Regions from separate parts of the Dromaius novaehollandiae genome. Here region 2 is linked to region 1. A link is a contact called in public Hi-C data. All regions are on one chromosome and are shown on one strand. The core of a region is the stretch at or near the end of the contact, and the rest is flanking DNA. Distances in the headings are between cores, read along the strand shown. Region 1 holds the start of SRP14 (signal recognition particle 14). Region 2 overlaps LOC135328482 (a long non-coding RNA gene).

Region 1 (2,700 bases), core at 129-2,628:
CACAGATTCGAAAGTGTTGTCATATATATGAAATAGTACTGTCACCATGAGAATGGTAATGCCAGAAGATATTTCAGTTCTGTCTACAATTGTACATTTTAACTTCTAAATGAAGAATTTGAATTCTTTAGGGGCTCAAGCATCTATCAAACTGAGAACAGCGTTTTTCTTTTTATCTGTATGTAAGAAATTACCTTCCACTTCTGTTAGGTCCGTGGACGGAAGAAAATCAATTTTCGTAATGAGAAAGAGGAAAAGGCACTAGAGCAGATGTTACTTTGTACTGTGTGTTTACAGATGAAGTAAGTTGGGGTGGACAGAAAACCTAACACTTTCCAGAATCTTGCCCTAAGCAGCTTCAAGTGTTACGGATGTGAAATGTTCTCTCTCCCCACCCAAATGCTGCTTTTTTCCATTACCTATTTATTGCTCAAGTCTAGGGCTCTTGATCATTTTATATTTTGGATCACATCTTTCATCCTCTGAGCCTACAGCCAGTCATACTCAGCAGCCAAGATCCTTTGCATCAGTCATTTCAGCACTTCATCGGAAATGACATCCAGCTTAACCGGTGTTTTTATGCGGAAGCTAACATTATGGTTTATGCGATGTGCCTGCTTTCTCATAAAGCCTAGATGTGACTTGAAAAATCCACTTCAGCACATTGGACATAAGAGCTGGTTCATAGCCTTTCATCCTCACAGTCTGTCCAGTGTTCTGAGAAACATGGTGACTGGTTTTTGAGTAGCAAGAGTAACAGACATGCACGTGTGCCTTGAGAATTGAGGGCTAACCTTGGTGCACCATTTAGATCATGAGTTTTGATTGAAAAGGGTAACGCTGCAGTGACAACGCCACACGGCTGAGCGACAGCGCGTGCTGCTGGGGTAAGCGCAGGATTTTGCAGTGGACCTAAAACCATGCTGTTTTTCCAAGCTCCACTCACAAAAGTTGCTTTCCTGAAAAATCGCACTGAGACGCTATTACACGCCGGCTTCAGGGTGGTTAAAATTTCAGTGGAGACAGAACCGAGCGGGAACGGCCTCCTCCCTGCAGCACCCATTCGCGGTGCCCGCCTTTGTGTCCGTTAAGCAGCCACTCAGCAGCAGCGAGCTTGCTCCTGGCAGTAACTGGCCAGCACGGACGACGTGCGACACCGGCTGCGGCAGCGCGCACGGCCAGGTAGGCGGCCCCGCCCCGCCCCCGCCGCCAACGGTTGCCTGCCCCGCCCCGCCACCGCGCGGCGCGGCTGGCGCTTGGGGGCGGGGCCGCCGCGCCGGGTGGGGGCGGCAGCTGGCGGCTGACGTGGCGCTCCCGCTCTCCGGGGCGGAGCGCCTGCGGGGCGGGGCCTCGGGGCCGCCCCGCCCCCCCGAGGGACGCTGCGCGGTCTCGAGCCATTCGGCGGGAGGCGCCGCCCCCGCTCCTCCGGCGGGGCGAGCGGGGGGCGGGGCTGCGGTGCGCGTGCGCGCGGCGTTTCCGGCAGGGCGGCGCGGCGCGGCGGGATGGTGCTGCTGGAGAGCGAGCAGGTGGGAGGGCGCCGCCGGGTGGGGGGGGCCTCGGCGGTCCCCGGGCGCCGGGCCTGTCCGCTGCCGCCCCCCGGGGCTCGCGCGGCCGTCGGGGCGGGTGGGGCGTGCCGTGCCCTGTGCCGCGGCGGAGGCCCCGCGGGGTGCCCGGCGCTCGGCGGGGTGCGCTAGGCCCGCGCGGGGCGGCCCCGGCCCGGGGGCGCGGGAGCGGCGGGGGCGGAGGGGCTCGTCGTGCCGGTGCTGTCGGTGGCGGCCGGAGAGCAGAAACGCGGCGCTGCGGCGGGTCTGGGGTTTCAGCCTCTCTTTCCGGAGTCGGAAGCTCGGACCGGCCGCCCCTGGCTGGTGCTTCGTGTCTGGTGTTTCCGCGTGGAAAAACATGTCAGTTCTGCTTTTCTTAGTCGCTGCTGATTCCCGGGTGGTTGCGGGCGACTGGCTTTGTTGTAACAGCGCCATCCGAATGAGGCAATGGCTGCTCCGCAGGCAGAAATTACTACGCTGTATGGCGAGAAGCAATGCATGCTTGTGTGGTGGCCTTCAGCCAAAGATGGGGTCTCTTTTTCTTGCAGTTCCTGACAGAGCTTACAAGACTCTTTCAGAAGTGCAGAACTTCGGGCAGTGTTTTCATAACACTGAAGAAATGTAAGTTTTAAGTTTCCTATCAGGTTAAAGTGATATTGGTTTAAATTGAATTTCTGATGTTGCTAATATCTCTTTTAAAAAGATACAGTCTTAGGCTGGAGTATCTGAAAACAAAAGTGGCAGTATTGACAAAATGGTCAAATTAGTTGCAGCATTGATGATCGTAAAATAGGGTTGTATTTCTGTCAAGCAATATGGAGACTTTCTAATTATTGAAACAGTAATTGGAAATGTTCATCTTCAGACTTCTGAAAGAGAAGTGCAGCGTTGCTTTCATTTGTTTATCATGTTTCTTAGGAAGGTTCTGGATAGCTGGCAGTACTTGGCAGGTCAAGCATCACAGGTCGCAGTTTGAAATGCATTTAAAACATAGTGCTGCTGAAGCAAGCAGTTCCCATGGTATACTAGTGTAAGGACTGACACTGTTCAACGGGGTATTTTTTGGGCAGATCTGGTTTACGGAGCAGGTGCTGCTGGGGTCATAGGGAAAGGGGGTTGTGGAACGATATGGCAGCAGTGTCAGCTCAGACGGCCTTAA
Region 2 (2,700 bases), core at 8-2,507, 110 kb before region 1:
TGGAAGAAATGAGAACATTTGGTTCTGTGTGATGTTAAATATTAGATAGGTTGGCAGGGCCAGAATCCATTTCTCCAAAATGGCGCTCAGATACCTTTTCTTGACATCCCTTGCTTTCTCTCCATTTGGCCCTTTCTAAGACAGATAAGGTAACAGACACATTCCTGACTCAAAGGCTGCCCTCCTTACCTAACTTCAAGTTTTTGCTCTAAACCAGTGGTATACAAAGTATGGGCAGAAGGGCTTAGAAATCTTCCTTTCCTGGCTATGGGGCAATAAACCAGAAAGACCCCAGGCTCTCATCTGCTTTCTGAGCTAGGAGGGGATAAACTGAATACCTCCCAAAGGGGAAACCCATACCTCCTTCATGACTTGGCTGGAACCTCATGAGGGAACCTCTACCATTCCCAAATACTCTGAGTCTCCCAGCAGAAACAAAGTGAGTGATCCAGGTCTGTGAATGCCTAGGTCGGTCTTTGAAACCTCAGACTTTCCTTCAGAAGCTATTGCTTATGTTGCTGCTGCAAGCTGGAGAGTTACTAGAACATGCTAGCTGAACAGAACAGATATGAGACCCTTTCCAAGTAGGCAAATAGCTGCTTCTTTCCAGCCTTTATATAGCTTTATTGAAGGTTTACCAAAGCCACCAAAGTGGGTGGGGTGTTGCTTTTTCTTTTTCTTTGTTTTGGGGTTTTTTGAATCAACCGTAGTGTAAGACTCAGCCTAGCTTATGCTTAGCAAAGTTATAGGCAGCTGAATGCGACTCTTATAGTGGAAGGTGTCAGGCAGTGTGAAATGCAGAAAGTTCTACCTGAACTTCTTCCAAAAATGAGGGTTTGTGTTAAAATAGATGATGTTGCAGAAATTGATAAAAGCCAAAGGAGCTGGTCACAGTAAGTTTAACTACTATATTTTCCTGGGTTTCTTTTTTATTATAAAGCTGTAATCACACAGATGTACATCAGGCCTTATATTTGCACCTCTAGTACTGAGGGAATGATTTCTGTGGATATAGTTAATTTGATTCTTGGATCTTCTGGATATCATACTACCAGCCCTGGTGTAGGACACTTTACTTGGGCTGGCACACAGAGAGGAGCCCTTCCTGCCAGCTGCAGAACCTCCCTGCCACCAAAGTCTCGTACCATCAGGTGTTTTGTTTCCCTGGGGCTCTGCAAAGCCAAGTATAGATCTAGCACTGTGCTATACCACGATCACATCGCAGAGTGGCACTGTTGGCTTCGCTTAAATAGCAGCCCTGGAAAATGATGGTTTGGTGAGTAAAGCATCTGTGTACACAGCTCTGCACCAGCCAAACAAGCTGCCTTACTCCACCAAGAGTGCCCTACCCTGACACAGGAGTGTTTCAGAGTTACAGGGGAAAAAGTGACTCTAATACTTGGCCTTTATGTGGAGCTTACCTTCTATGACCATTTGTCAAATTCCTTTGGAGACTTATTCACTGGGAACTGAGAGAGAATGACTGACTTTGCATATGGATAGTGACTATCCCAATGTGATTTTATTGATCTGAATTAAGTTAGAGGCAGCAAGTAGTATCTAACTTCCAGGCCCCGCTTCTTTCAGTTCTCAAGAAGGCCTGACATAACATTTAACAAAACTGATTTCTCTCTCTCACTTCAAATTCCTTCTGTGAATGCTGCTGGCAACCTAAGGCACTAGATCTTGATCTTGGTTACTGTAAACACGGAGTGAAAAAACTCTAGTAGCTTCAACAGACTTATATTTGGTTGGTTCCACTTGGGCTCAACTGTCACAAAACTGTCTTAGCCTTGAAACTGGCAGCTGAGCTACATTACTGTGAAGGTCCTGCTCATCGCACCAGATATGAAATTATAGTAATGGCCTTCTTGCCAGCTTGTATTTCTGTCTCGAATATTCTTTTAAAATAGTCCTCTGAAGGCAATTAAAACAAAAAACAAGGAGAACAAAGAGGCTGTTCTCAGTAATCCAAGCAGGGCTCCTTTTCTGAGAAGGGATTAACAACGAAGATAAAAAGCAGAATGAGAAGGCAATTCATGTTGTTATCAGAAATGTCTTCAGATGAACTTGGAGAGTCCTGTATTTAATGTGCCATATTCATTGTAGATGAGCATTTGAAAGGACTTGCAGGAATTGTAAATAAGCATTTTGAACAGGGCTATAGAAATATAACAGGCTGGTCTGGATTTGGACCACAGGTAAATTCTGCCAGGACTCTGACTCTTTCTAGGCATGGGATGTGTCACTTGGTCCTGGGGAAGATCCTGTATTTTTTTCCACTGTTCTGATCTCTACGGGAAGAGTTAAGCACATGCAGTTTATGGCAGATTAGCCAAAACTGAAGCTGATAAACTGCTTTCTATTTTTCAGATCTACATAGAAATTACGAAGCAAACTTCAGCAAAATCAAATGAGTAGCCTGGTTTAGAGAGAAATAAACATCAATGTTATTACAGGGAAAGAAACTGAGCTGGGAATTTTTCTTGACAATAGCTGAAGAACTTCTGAGAAGTCCTGGAATACCAGGTAATTAATGGTGAGTTTTAATAGAGGATGTAATAGGGATTCCTGGAGAACTTCAACTAATTCATGTCACTATAGGATTTGCTTGGTGGGGAGCTCACTCCAGTGAGAGGAATGAAATGTTACTGAACTTGCGGAATTTTCTACACTCTGTAAAAATGGAACAAAAAACAA

Evidence for each region. A called contact is a pair of places that touch in the nucleus more often than the background predicts.
Region 2: a Hi-C map of brain shows a contact between it and region 1, with 8 times the contacts expected there. The contact joins the enhancer-like site here to the promoter of SRP14 in region 1. A contact is called at or near these places in 3 of 4 Hi-C or Micro-C datasets (brain, liver and ovary).

The regions. Positions count from the first base shown.
Region 1 is chr5:37,417,070-37,419,769 of bDroNov1.hap1, reverse strand. It overlaps SRP14 (signal recognition particle 14), which reads left to right and starts at 1,378. Exons shown (of 5, transcript XM_064512450.1): 1 at 1,378-1,526; 2 at 2,090-2,162. The coding sequence starts at 1,503.
Region 2 is chr5:37,523,463-37,526,162 of bDroNov1.hap1, reverse strand. It overlaps LOC135328482 (a long non-coding RNA gene), which reads left to right. Exons shown (of 8, transcript XR_010389389.1): 5 at 2,374-2,529. Among named protein-coding and RNA genes, the nearest start is that of BMF, 25 kb to the right of the region's middle. Within about 2 kb of position 1,257, at least 2 of the 2 cell types and tissues checked have open chromatin away from gene starts, as enhancers often do.